Linked DNA regions of Zea mays: region 2 is linked to region 1. A link is a contact called in public Hi-C data. All regions are on one chromosome and are shown on one strand. The core of a region is the stretch at or near the end of the contact, and the rest is flanking DNA. Distances in the headings are between cores, read along the strand shown. Region 1 holds the start of LOC100283679. Region 2 holds the start of LOC100285657 (Putative rRNA large subunit pseudouridine synthase SVR1, chloroplastic).

Region 1 (7,166 bases), core at 1,630-4,129:
CAACGATAAATGAACCAAACGCACTCAAACTTCACATAATCTGATATATATGATTTCTTACTTCTATCTAGAATATGAGACTGAAATGAGCAATGCGCGGTAATCAAACATAATAGGGTAGAGAGGTATTCAAATGCAAGCCACTTAAACCATAACAACTCAAATAATCAAAGAACACTTAGACACAACATTTATCATATGGTTCAGCTTGCCAAAAGGCTTGTCTACCTCCACGTTGTTGAGGAGAGCCACAAAGTCCAAGGACCATGCACCCTTCCTCAATGTCAAGCCAAAAGCTCTTGCGAGGACTATAAATAAGGGTAACTTACAACAATCCAAGGCTACAATAATCTTATAGCTCGAGGAGAAAGTCACACGCCATCTAAGAGCAAGCTCCAGGAATCAGTGAATGAATGTCGACCTTGATATGCTCTAATGATCAATGGGAGAACTGAAGAAACCCTAGGGTTCTTGTTGTTCTTGTGGTTTTGTTTCAGTCTTGGAGGAGAAGAGCCAGAAATTTTGAGTCAAAGTGAGCAAATGAGGGGAGAGAGAGTTTCAAAGGGGACCAATGGGGCTTTTAACTTGTTCTGTTGTATCCTTGTGTTAGGATACACAACAGGTATCTATTGGAGACAAAAGAATTAAACAAATCAAGAATATTCAGATTCCAACGGTCAATAAATGTCCGACAATGTGAGGACACAACAGGGCCGCGCAACCCACGCCGATCAGAATTATCTGAAATTTTGGCTCTAGCTAACTAGGTTTAGGTAGAGGTGTTTTGTGGAGTTTAAGCATTTGAAAATCAAAGGCATAGACAAATTCACTGAAACTTGATAGTACGACAACTCTACATTAGAGACATGAATAAAATGCATAACATATTTTATAGGTGTCCCTCCTTGCCATAAGCTTTCTCCCTTTTTGGTGCTTTTCCTGTCGCATTGCTTAGTAAATAGATTAGTCCTCTAATTGTATGGTCATTATGACCAAAACCCACAATTAGGGCTTGATTGCACTTACATCAAGTAGGGGAGGAGCTCTACCCCCTATACATCCATCGGACCAATAAAAACCTCTCTTAGCATTTTAAGTTTTTTTGCCTCTTAGAATATGTATCATTCGAGCATAGACTGCGATGAGATCGAGGCCAAAGGTTTGATGAAGCTTGTACGACATTGCAGTATAAGATAGTGTTTGGTTGCAGAGTTAGGTAAAACCAAGCGACTTTGTTCTAACATATAGCATATTTAGTTAGTTTTTAGATGGAATCGAGCCGCTCCAAAAGTGGAATGTTCCTTCAATATGCTGCATCTCATGCTCTAAAAAAGAGTCCTAACATGTGCACTTGTGAGTCCAACTCTCCTCCCCCATCCATATCAAAAGCGTCCTAACCATTGCACGTTCGGAGAAGGAAACCAATCACACGACCAGTGTCTCCTGCACTTCTATCAGGGCATGGGTTCGAACCCCACTCCTACATCGTTTTTAACATTTTATGCTGATTTAATCAAAATGGTCGACGGATTAACGGGCCGGCCCGACACAGTCAGCAGGCCGGCATGACGTGCCTGGGCCAGAGTTGTGGCCCGCGGGCGTCTGACCCGTGCCGGGTCGCCGTTTGGCCATCTATAGACGTGCAACGGGTTAATTTGAAATTGCTGTGAGAGGTTATTTGTAAAAGATGACGCGAGATGACCGTTGAAACTGATGCTTTAAATATAGTAGAGATTTAATTTTTTTTATGTTAAAGATAGATCTTCAGAGCTAGAGCTAGTTTGAAAACTTAAATCTCCTTAATCCCCGCAAATAACAAAAACTCCCCTAGATCTCGTCAATGATGTCATTAGTCAATTTTTATGTTCGACAGGAACTGCACATGTACAATGTACTGCCACCACCTACTATACGTGGTAGGAGTACCTACTTCTACAATCTACATCTTTGCATGTGCAAAAATCCTCCATGTAGCACCGTCGCAGTGATATTTGCTTGGCACTGACCACCGAAGACACATTGCATTTCCGGTTTTTTTCCTACTAGCATTCGCTCCGTACCTCGTGCGCGTGGACATGGCGCGTCTGCCGATGGCGTGATGGGGACGATGACGAACGGAACTTTCGGCATGGAGACGTCTCGTCGTCGCAGACGCAGAAGCTGTTCGCTGCGGCTTGCTGCGGCTGCAATCCGGCTGCGGCTGCGGCTTCTACAGTATTTTTCTCTCTATGGATTGCAGCTGCAGCAGTCCAAACAGCTGCAACAGTGTCAGCTTGTAGCCAGCCGAACACGCCCTGGACTGCTGGAGCGTGGAATCGAACGGCGGCTTTCCCAAGCGGCTTCGCTTGAACTGGGTCGGAACCTGCCCGGCTCGATTCGTTTTGGGCCAAACAACGCGGATCTCAGCGTGGGCTACACGCTTCCGGTTCCAGATGGCGCGTCCAGTGCACTCCGGCTCCGAGTATCCACGGCGTGTCAAACGAGTGGTGGTCGTCAAAGTAAAATTCCATATTGCTTGCACGTAGACCATGACGTTGAATTACTGTGGATAGTAGGCAACTAGTACGTGTGTTTATATGGGCTGGGCTATAATCTGCTGTTGGTGGGCGCGTACAAATCCCCGCGGCCTGCCACGGTGCGGGGGCGCCTGCGCTGCGTTGCGCGACGCCACCATCGTCTGGTCTCGTCTCGTCACGACACATTCGGAACCGCAAAAAATCGCAGCGGCTCAAAAAGGGAAGAAACGCGAAACAGACGGCGCAAGCCAAAACAAAAGTAAATTCAGGAAAACAAAATTCGAGGTCCCGTGCCTGGCCAGGCCTGGCCGCTCTCGTCGATTTCCGTCTCTCTCTCCATTTTGCGCCCGCACCTCCCCACCTCCACCTCCCCTCCTTTCGGTTGTTGTCTGACTTGTCTCCTACTCTCCTCGCCTTCCCCCTTGCCTTAGGGTTTATCCCGCGCTCCGCCTCGCTCCGTCCCTCCCTGATTCGCGCGATCTCCGCGCGGCCATGGTCTCCGGCGCGGCGCCCAACCCGGACGGGGGCGGCGCCCAAAACACCCAGCGCCCGCCGCCGCTTACTCAGGCCGGGGCCCGGACGGCCCTCGCCACGCCGCCGGCGGTCTCCGGCGGCGCCGCGCACTCCGCTTCTACCAGTGGGGGCAGCGCCGGCTCACCACCGTCCAGCCGCAGCGAGCAGCACGCCCCCGACGGTGCTGCCAAGGGTCCCGCCCTCGGGGCCGCGCCCGCGGCGGCCGCGTCCACGCCGGCCAGCGACAGCACGTTCCTCCGCTTGAATAATCTCGACATCAACGGCGACGACGCGCCGTCGTCGCAGGCTCCTACGAGGTTGGTTTGTGGAAACTTGTGTCGGATGGGTATATTATAGGTCCCGCGCACGTGAAGCGCTAATGCCAGTCTTATTTGCTCGTTATTCGAAGTTCGAACTACGGGGGTGCTTTGGTTGTTGTGCTGCCATGTTGGAGATAGGCATCCATACAGTCATACAGTCTGTCGACATGAAAAAGCTTGTCCTGGAGAATACAGGAAGGATACTGTGGGAAGTTGCTCATTCTGTGTAGCAATGTATGTCTCACGACGAACTGTTAGCTGTTGTTATTTGGACGAGCATCCTTATTGAAGGTCCTGAAGGATCTTTCTGTGTCCATTTTCATTTTCATGTCTGCAAGCATGATTTTGCTGCAAAGTATGTACTATGTACTAAGCTCACGGCTTGTAGTTGTAGGTTTGGCTTCCTAATAATGTCAGCATTGCTAGATAAGACAAACTTTTTAAATGGCGAACTGAATGCAATGTGTTGTCTATGCGAAGTATGCGCCCATGTTAAGCTGTTATACTGGTCATATGACTTGTATTGTTCTACAAATCTATACTGTGTAAATTGAACCTAACAGTTAACAATGCACAATATATTTTTGCTACCATTCACGCGGTTTGTCTTGTCTTATGATGTTACTGTTTGTCTTGTCTTGTCTTATGATGTTGCTACCACACACTCTTGTATACACAGTTACTTATCATGGTAAATAGGTTTGAAATTCATAGCAGGAGTTTCTACTTCTTAAGGCACTCTTTTGTATCCTTTCTTTTTGTTACTTATCTAAGCTTTTGGGGCATTGTAAAATTGCAGCAAGAAGAAAAGGAGAGGCACACGGGCAGTGGGTCCTGATAAAGGTAACCGGGGACTGCGCCAGTTTAGTATGAAAGGTAAGTCCATTTTTCCCCTTCCATTTTATACTTGTATATGACAGTTATCTTTGGAATGTTAAGATAGGAGCATAGTTCAAATGCAAAAATTTAGGCAGTTAAACTATGCCATCTTTGTTTCCATCACGTCAGTACATCCATTTCTTGATACATTTGAAGGCTACATATGTAGTGAATAGTGCAGTAAAGCAGTGACTGCAAGATATCATAGGTGCCTTAATGCATGTTCCATTTGTTCCTTTGCAGTTTGTGAGAAAGTTGAAAGTAAAGGGAGAACAACATATAATGAGGTCAGTGCCTTTTCATTCTATTATTCCAATTTATTCTTGTTGTGCGAATTGTGTATTCTAGATCAGATTGTCTCGCTTTTCTTCTGTTGAAAAAACACTGCAAATTTGCACTGTTTTTTGTTAGCTTGATTGTATTACTTCTATTTGAAAGGATTTGATCCACTATTTGAAAGAGGAATTATGGTTAGATGCACTGTAAAATTAAAACCTAACGTCATTATCTGTACTAGGATGATGTGGCCATTTGATCATTAAACTGGCTTGTTCATATGTGTTCATGCATACAAACTGTTACACTTGTTTCTCTGGTTTTACCTCAATTGTTCAATAGAGGGTCCTGTGAACATTACAAATGTAGACAATAAAACTTGATGGCACTATATCAAGGTTTTAAAGTCGGCTAGTCGACTCTAGTCGCCTGAGCACCGATAAGGTGACTAATCGCGATTAGTCGTTGATTTGCTCGATTAGTCAAGTCTAGTCGACTCCTAGTCGTCCACCTATAACAAGACCATATGTATATATCAATATATAAAGTTGTAGCAGGACAACAGTACACTGATTTCAGCAGCACACCGATTCAGTGGCGGACCCAAGATTTCTTGACTGGGTATGCGAGATCAAGAGATGTCCTAGGGACATTGCCGTAGTGGCCTAGTGGGTCGGGAGGATAGCTGCGGAAGGCAGAAACCAAGGTTATTAAAACGATAAAACGTTGGAACGCTCTGGGTGAAATTTTGACTTTTAAACGTTTAAACTTTGTTTAAACGTAGTTTTAGACAACATAGGAAAAATATCAATACATCATAATTTCAGACAATAATATGAAGTTAAATACCAAAACAGAGAGGTTACTGGCTTACCAAAACTTCACCCATGAGTTGGATTGAACCCCAAAAGTAACTAATAGACCGGCTCAAAAGTAGCTAATAGTCTAAAATGCATAAAACACTGCGTTTTACAGTTTAGAACGCCAAAACGCTAAAACGTGGTTTCAACCTCTAAGAGTTTTGACGTTTAAACGTAGTTTAAACATCGTTTAAACGTAGTTTTAATAACATTGGCAGAAACTAATGGTCTGATAAGATCGTGGAGGAAGTTTTGAAGAGTAGATATAGTGTTGCATACATACATATACTATATGCTATTTATATTTTGCAAAACAGTGCTGGAGGGGCCTCTACTAGGGGTGGACCTTTTTTTTTTCCGCAAACCGAAGACCGAAAACCGAACCGAACCGTACCGAACCAAAATTTCGGTTTTTTGGTAGTTCCGTTCGGTTTCGGTTTTTACATCTGAGAATTTCGGTATTTGGTATCGTAATCGGTTTTCACCGTATACCGAACCGAAATACCAAAAAACCGAATACCAAACTTTATGAATTCAAAATTGACTATTTCATTATGTGAATTAAATATGTAATGCAATAAAATTGCTATTCACTTATTTGCATGTGATGTATGATATATTTTGAAATATTTATACCTATATAATTTTTACTTTTTAAAATTATGTGTAATGTGTTGTCATGTATCCTTATTTGAGTATAAGTTTGGTATTCGGTTTTTACCAAAAAAACCGAAGTAAAAAACCAAAACCGAACTTACCGGTTTTTAATTTTCTAGAAAACCGACCGGTTTCTAATATTTGAAAAAACGAAAAACCGAACCGAAGTTCCAAAAAAACCGAATGCCCAGCCCTAGCCTCTACAGACTACAGCTGCCGCGTGATGGAGGGGGTGCAGCTGACGCTCGAGCAGAGGGCTGCCGAAGCACAACAGGGCAGCAGGAGAGGAGGGCGACAGCGATGGAGAAGGTGCGGCGGCGCTGGAGAAGGGTGCACGCGCGAGCGCGACTGTGCGCTGTGTAATGTGTGTACCGTATCGGTACAAGTAGGGCAAAACATTGTTTGTGCTGTACGATGGTGGGACGGCCCATGTAACAGAGACTGGATTAGTGGCCCAAAACAGGCAGAACTAGTCGACGACTATACCTTGTCGGACGACTAACCGTTATTAGTCGGCGACTAGGACGACTAATTGCTTTCTAGTCGCTCTAGTCGAGTCGGAGACCCTAATCGAGCTCCCTCTAGCGATAAGGCCGACTAATCGCAACTAATCACAATTAGTCGGACGACGGTAAAACCTTGCACTATATACAGAGGACAAAAGTAGCCTTTTGATCATTTTGAGCAGATTGCTCCATATCCATGCTGGCCCCTATGATCCTATAACATTATTTTAACTTTGAAAATGAGAGTATCAGTGTATTACTACTGTACATCGTTTATCTGCATGTTTTTTTAGCCTCTTTAATGAATTAAAAGTCCTGTAGGTTCAGTACTGTGTTTTGTGATAATAAATTTTGGAATTCATATTTATCCTCTTTCTTTGACAGGTGGCAGATGAACTTGTTGCTGAGTTTACAGACCCCAACAATAATATTGAGGCACCAGATCCTGATAACCCTAACGCGGTAAGAAATGTGGCTACTCCTTGGCATGAATTTATTTACTTAATCTGATATGGGCTCGGTCCTCACCGTATGTTAACATGTAGCAACAATATGATGAGAAAAATATACGACGAAGAGTTTATGATGCTTTGAATGTTCTGATGGCTATGGACATTATATCTAAAGATAAAAAGGAGA
Region 2 (7,166 bases), core at 1,781-4,280, 210 kb after region 1:
CAGGTGATGAATACTTGTAAATCAATGCATTTAGGACTTGTGAGGTCCGAGGATGCAAGTTCTACACATTGGACCTTGGTATAAGCAAAAATATGAATTAAGGGCAAGTACCAACTCAAAGAGATATATAAGAGAGGGAGAGAAAGAATTGATCACAATGATGTATGGACTTGTTGGCTGCACTTGTACAATTGTTGGAGGCGCCTAGGGGTCCCTTTTATAGTCCCATGGGGACTAAAAGACGTTGGAGCTTCATTTGGAAAGCTCCTAGCCTTCCTAGTCTGCGGGTGCACCGGACAACACACAATAACAGTTGCATGAAGATATGATTGGCAGTTTCCTTCTCTGAAAGGGCTATCTATTGTTGCATCGATCAGGTTTCTATTCACTGTCCTGTGTGCACCGGACATGTTACTATTCATTATCATGTGTGCACCGGACATGTTACTATCCACTGGCATGTGCGCACCAGTCATGTTACTATTCGTTGCCCTGTGCACCGGACATGCTACTATTCACTGTCCTGTGCACCAGATAGATTACTATTCCCTGTCATGTGCGCTAGCCAACAACACACTAAGTGTTTTTCCTTCATTCTTTCTCCATTTGACTTCAACTTTTGGGAGGATTTTCCTGAGACTTAGACAAACACAATTAGAGTATAATCCAAATGACTTAGTTCCAGAAAGTTACCTCTTTCCCATTCTTCTCCCAGTTTTTCTATCTCTCCTCAAACAAAACTTAGAATGGCACAATCTCTACAAAAAGAGTCAGAGAGCAAACCAAAGTACCAAACATGTAGTAAAAAGTGTATGCAACATAGTTGAACACTCAAACCTTACATAATTAACCTTTTCATCGTTTTACCCATTTTGGCCTGTTTGAGGTCGATGTTGGACTCTAAACCATCAAGACAACTTGACTTGATCTAGATTGACATATATGAGCTCCAACACCATGCAAAGGTCACATAGAACATATCCAAACATAGGAACAATCCAAACTAAAGGTCAAAGTGAACTTAGCTCTTTTGGCTGCTTCTAGGTTCTAGCTTTAACACTACTCCTCGTTATAGTGACCTTGTTCACTTCTTGAGCTTCATCTTGATTCTTGTGACTTACACCACATAACCATAGTATTACCTCATTGGCTATAAGTCATGTTCTTAAGTCGTGATCCTCGATGCCCCATATCTCTTCTCGACTTGATCAACCTTGACTTTGCAAGTCTTATTCTTTACCCCTAGCTTTGGGTTCCTCGGCCTCCATGACCTTCTCTCATGCACTCAGTACCTCGAAGCTCTTCTTGCCTCCATCCTTGGCTTGATCAGTTGTCTCCGAGTTACGCACACCAAGTCTCACTTAAGCAATGTTCTTCTTTACTTGTGATGTCCACAACCATAATCAATTCAGCCTTTGGACCATCAATCTTGAACACTTATGTTGAACCCTGTAAGCTTTGCACTAAGCACCTGTTCAACACTTAGCACACATGTTAGTCCTTTAATTGGGTTGTCATCCAAACCACCAAAATCCACAAAAGAGCTTTCACTTATCACTAGAGGTGTTGTCACTATGCATCACACACCACTTGGACTGTGGTAGAATTTTTATGGGAAGAAGAAACATTCGTAGATGATTGGTAGGGATACAGAAGCGGATGATATTATATGAAAACATAGGTTGCAGACTCATGGAAGTTGAACATCCTCTCGATTACGAGTATGAAAGAAAAACAATCGAATAAGACCTGCCCTACATTGGAAGGGGTCTTGGAATATTGGGGAGATTGCTCGTTGAGTAGGTTGGTGAAGGTTTTAAAGTTAAAATGTCATATAAATCCATATTGATTAGTATCGATCATGTTGATCGGTCAGCGGAACTATGAACTAGTCGATTGAACCGATTAAACGTTGAAACTAGGTCAGTCAATACGATCACCTGCGTAAAGTTTAGAAAATGGAAGCCATTATATGAACAATTTAAATTGGAAATCAGCTAATCACCATGTTCAAAGGGGTCGCACCATTTCCTGGAATCTAAAATATTGAGAATCTAATCCTTTGATACGGTAGAGGGAAATAATTGAAACATTTGCTTCCACATTGATCAAGCAAAGCAGTAAAGTTTAGAAGCAAAAAGGCACACAACACTAAGAATATATCAGTTGAAATGGTTGTTTCTTGCATTAAATAATGTACTTCGATGAAAGTAAAACATACCATGATGGGTTTGTGGTGGATGAAGTTTACATGGACAAGTACAAAAGACCTATTAAAGCAAAAATAAAATCACCAACAAAGATTAACTCACGTGGTGATTGTATATAGAACTAAAACTTAGTTATTTTATTAACATACATCCAAAATAAAAACATTCTAGGAAATCTATGATGGAACCATAGACTAACTAAAGCCAAGAAAATATACTGAATCATACCTGTCTAGATTGGCAACTTATGAGGTGCAAACCAAGTTTTCATATAAACTCCGTGCAAACCAACTAACATATGTCAAAAGAAAATAAAAAGATATACTTCATTGTCTACTATACCATTGTATAAAATTTCAAGTTTAAAATTTCTTCTTCTTTGTATCTCTTAACATATGATGAATTTTAACTTGAAATTTTATACAGTGCTATAGTAGGCAAAGAAGTACATATATAATTTTCTTTAGAATTTTTTGTGACATTTGTTAGTTGGTTTGTACGAAATTTGCACAATAATTTGGTTTGCATATGATACGTTGGCGTTTAGATTATGTACTTCTTTAAAGAAAGAAAAAAGAGAAGGAATTTAGAAGTTGTTATTACTCCTATAAAATAAAAGAATTTAGTACTGGGACTGGACTGAGCGGCCCACTACAAGCTTTGGGCTCGTTCGGGCCTCGCCGGAAGTTCCCAACCGAGTGGAACCGGGCTTCTTCTCCGCAACCTACGTGCCAGTTTTGTACTGCCGAAGGAATTTTCGTCTGGGTGCGTTTGCGTCGGCTCCCAGGCCCCAGCTTCTCCGTGGCGATATGCCGATATCCGATAAACCCCGCACATCCTGACTGCAACTCTGAACAGCGAAGCACCCATGGCCCTCGCCACCACAGCCGTCTCCCTCCACCTTTTCCTCACCCGGCCCGCCTCCGTGCTCCGCGTAGGCCGCGGCCTCCCATGCCTCCTCCTCCGAGCCACTTCGTCCACCTCCGCCTCCCCGGACTTCAACATCACCTTCGCGGAGCCCGCGCCGTCCAAAAAGGCCCCGTCCGCGCAGCCGCTGGTCCCGTGGATCGTCCGCGGGGAGGACGGCAAGCCCCGCCTCAGCACCTCCCCGCCGCCGGACGTAATCCAGGCCATCGCGCTCGCGGAGGCGGAGGCCAAGAAGGCCGCCAAGAAGGAAACCCTCAAGGGCCAGAATGGCGCAGTTGCCGCCGCCGCCGCGGCTGCTTCCAATGCCAGCGTCAAGGGCAAGGAAAGGAAGCCCGCCCCGACCGTGCCGCCCAAGTTCTCCAAGGCAGCCAGGAGGTTTTACAATGAGAATATCAAGGAGCGGGAGCCGCAACGGCTCGCCAAGGTCCTTGCCGCCGCAGGAGGTAGTCCTTGTCCTACTGTTTTTCTGGACCTCAGGCATTCAATCAAGTAGTAATAGCTGGAGGAGTATTCTAGATGAGTTTTTTTCCATGCGTTAACGTTCCTCATCTTAGATCAGAATAGGTATTGATTTAGTAATATGTCAGCTTTTGTTAGTTTGTGGAGCACTGGACTGTGGAGATAGCAATGCTTGTATGATACCATGGTGATATCTGGGGTTCTACTAGGACTTAGCCATTTTTTACCAAATGGCATACTCGCTCCATCCCAAATTATATATATAAATAACTTGACCTGCAGGAATAAGACAGACCTAGACATTGTATTAAGATGGAGACCTTATCACGCAGGTCGAGAAAACCTCTCAAACCCCTGCCCCACCCATACATAGAGGCGCCATAGCCCATATGAGAATGACCGCAACAAGGGCCGGTTCTTAGACCTGTGCTTTGTCGTGGGGCAGACGAAGAGATTTTTTAACCCTAATCTGAAATTTGCTCTCATGACATGATAAGTGCTACTCAGACCATCTAGCTAACTCAGCTAGTGGCCATTTGACTCTAAAGGAGACTCCAAATAATAAGTCATTCCAACTTTTTTGTAGAGTGAAAAGCATCTAAAGTTTGATCAAATTTATTAAAAATAATATCATTTATGACACCAGCTAAGTATCATTAGATTCTTTATTAATTATATTTTTATAGTATATCTTTTTGATGTTATAAATCTCTATAACTCTCTCTCTCTATATATTTGCTCAAACATGAGATGTTTTCTAAGAAAGTTGGAATGACTGATAATTTGGAACGGAGAGAGTACATTAGAAAATCCAGATTGTTCTCCTTTAGAGTCAGATAGCTCTCCCAAAATTGGTGGCTTCTATTACATACTTGTCTTGTTTGCTCCTGATATCTTTAGCAGTTTGGGTTGCTATTTCCACTTGTCATTTGTGATATTGTGGAGTTTGGATTTTCTTTAGTTCCTTTCGAGTAACTCTAGAAACATAACACTCCACTCTTCAAAACTTTTGGTTTTGCTCACCGTTGTCTGTTAAGATGCTTACTAAATGACTCTTTCCAGTGGCATCAAGAAGGACCAGTGAGGAGCTCATCTTCCAAGGGAAGGTGACTGTCAATGGTTCAGTCTGTACTTCTCCTCAGGTATTAATTCTCAGAGTTTTTGTCTTCTATGAATGAGGAGATACTAGTTTTGCTACCATAATGTTTTGCTTTCATAGTAATGTTCACTGTTAATCTTACCACAATCGCTTGGTCCAAGAACACTTGAACTGTTTTATGTGACTTGATTTTTTACGCGCATTATGCTATGAACAAAATTTCTTTTTCTGCGGTTAAATCAAAGGATAAAATAACTCATTTTGTGCAGACCAAAGTTGACATCTCAAAGGATTCTATCTACGTTAACGGGAACCGCATTTCCAAGAAGTTGCCTCCAAAGCTGTATTTTGCTGTTAACAAGCCAAAGGGGTTGGTCTCTTCTTTTTCATATTTGATTTGTGTGCTGCATCTGTAGCCAAGGCCTGGGCTCCATGTGTTCCAGCCCTGTCTCTTGGTCTACAAGTCCATGGAAGGCCACTTAACTATATGTAGAAACATCATGGTCATAAGGGATTTTAGGCATATTTGAACAGGCTCGGCCTGGGTCTCAGGTCATTTCTGGCATCATCCCTGTGCATTAACCATGATTATCTTGTATTCCAGTGAATTATTTTTGAATCAGAGAAAAAGAACCATCAACCTTATGAATTTTGTTTCTGTGCTACAGGTACATTTGCTCATGTGGTGAAGAGTCAAAATCTGTTGTCTCCTTATTTAATGATTATTTGAAGGGCTGGGTATGTTCCATACAGGGCTGGCATAACATTCATTTTGTACATATATTGGGTAAATCTCTATTATACCTATGCATATTTACAGAACAAGATTCAACCAGGGTTGCCAAAACCACGCTTGTTTACTGTGGGTCGTCTTGATGTTGCCACGGCTGGTCTGATAATAGTCACAAATGATGGTAAGTTGATCATATGTAGTAATATGTACTCTCTCAGTTATAGATTGTAAGTCATTTTGGCTTTTCTAGATACGTAACTTTTTACTCAGATATACATTATGTCTAGAACACAGTAAAAGGCTAAAAATTATGCAACTAGAAAAGCCAGAGCGACTTACAATTTCGAACAGAGGGAGTACTTTGGAAAAAGAACAGTTTTTGTCATCCAAGACCTAAGCTTGATTTTCTCCTCTCTTTTAGGTGAGTTTGCTCAAAAGCTTGCACATCCTTCTTCAAATGTAACAAAAGAGTAAGTTTAACGTCTTTTGCGTGTTTATATGCCATTTGAATACTGTGATGTAATGCAAAAGTAACGTGTACTGGAACTACTGCGAATGCTATTCATTATGCAAAATCCGGTAGCACAAATTAGTAAATAAAGTCTTCTACCATATAATATGAGAACTATGAAAGAAGACCATTAGAATAGGTGTATAGGATCAATATTACAACTCTTCTCTGTGGATGGATTTACAATTATAGATCAGTTTTTAAATGGTTGCTGGGCAATGAATAGGAAAAGTGAACATAAATTTGATCTGACAGGTTTGTGTTTTTTCAATGCTGCAGATATGTGGTGACTATTGATGGTGCCGTGCACAAAAAACATCTCATAGCTATCAGTGAAGGCACAAAAATTGATGGGGTCATGTGCATTCCTGATTTAGTAGAACCATTGGCTGCCCAATCAGATACAAGAAAGACCCGCCTAAGGATAGTGGTAATTTTTTTCTAGCTTCATTTATTCTGTTCTGTTCCTCTTTGCTTTTGGATTCACTTAAGCAATGCTGCTGCTGTCTATCCTCAGGACTATTAAACAATAGGTAATTTTGCTTGTCCACTTACTCTTTATCTGTTGCTGTATATCCACTATAGTCAAACGGAAGTTTCTTCGAATAGTATCCTGTGGGAATGATTGTGTATTAGTTGGTACTTTATAGGCTTGCAAAGTGCTTGGCAGATATTTATAGTTCGTCACAATGTGTGGCAAGCAAGTAATTCCGTGGATAATTTGTTTGGCTTTTACATAAATTCCAATATGTTTCGGTTACTTTTTGCAATATTTGAAACTATTGATGCTGTTGTAAAATAACATATGTTTCAATTTGTTCACAAAATGTGAAAGTGCATTTAGCTGAGTTGGTTAGGTAGTCTGAATAGCACTAACCAGATCTCGGGTTCGACTCCCCGTGGGAGCGAGTTTCATACTTTCAGGCTGAGGTTAATAAAACTCACTCGATGGTTCCCTTGGTCGGCATGGGTGAACCGACCTATGGTGGTTGGGCCCTCATGTAATGGGTTGGTTGTGTGGGTTGGGCCTCAAAGCACGGGTCAAGGCCCGAACCATAGGGGGTGCCATCCTCATGTATGAGGGGGGCAACTTTCATGGCTTTTCTCGGCCAGGCTCCGGTTGAGCTCTTAGTGAAATATTGTGGGGGCGATCTTTCCCCCAGCGGTTGAGTTTTTTTTATTTGTTTGCGATTGGAAAAGGCACTATCACCTGATGGACTAATGCTG

The links. Hi-C and Micro-C count contacts between places; a contact is called where the count stands out from the background.
Region 2: a contact with region 1 is called in a Hi-C map of leaf, with 2.5 times the contacts expected there. The contact joins the promoter of LOC100285657 here to the promoter of LOC100283679 in region 1. A contact is called at or near these places in 5 of 25 Hi-C or Micro-C datasets (ear and leaf).

What each region holds. Positions count from the first base shown.
Region 1 is chr1:11,563,698-11,570,863 of Zm-B73-REFERENCE-NAM-5.0, forward strand. It overlaps LOC100283679, which reads left to right and starts at 2,880. Exons shown (of 9, transcript NM_001156580.2): 1 at 2,880-3,346; 2 at 4,149-4,225; 3 at 4,472-4,515; 4 at 6,912-6,989; 5 at 7,073-7,166. The coding sequence starts at 3,009.
Region 2 is chr1:11,773,682-11,780,847 of Zm-B73-REFERENCE-NAM-5.0, forward strand. LOC100285657 (Putative rRNA large subunit pseudouridine synthase SVR1, chloroplastic) reads left to right here and starts at 3,031. Exons shown (of 10, transcript NM_001158548.2): 1 at 3,031-3,580; 2 at 4,659-4,738; 3 at 4,965-5,065; 4 at 5,364-5,433; 5 at 5,516-5,609; 6 at 5,850-5,898; 7 at 6,219-6,369. The coding sequence starts at 3,079.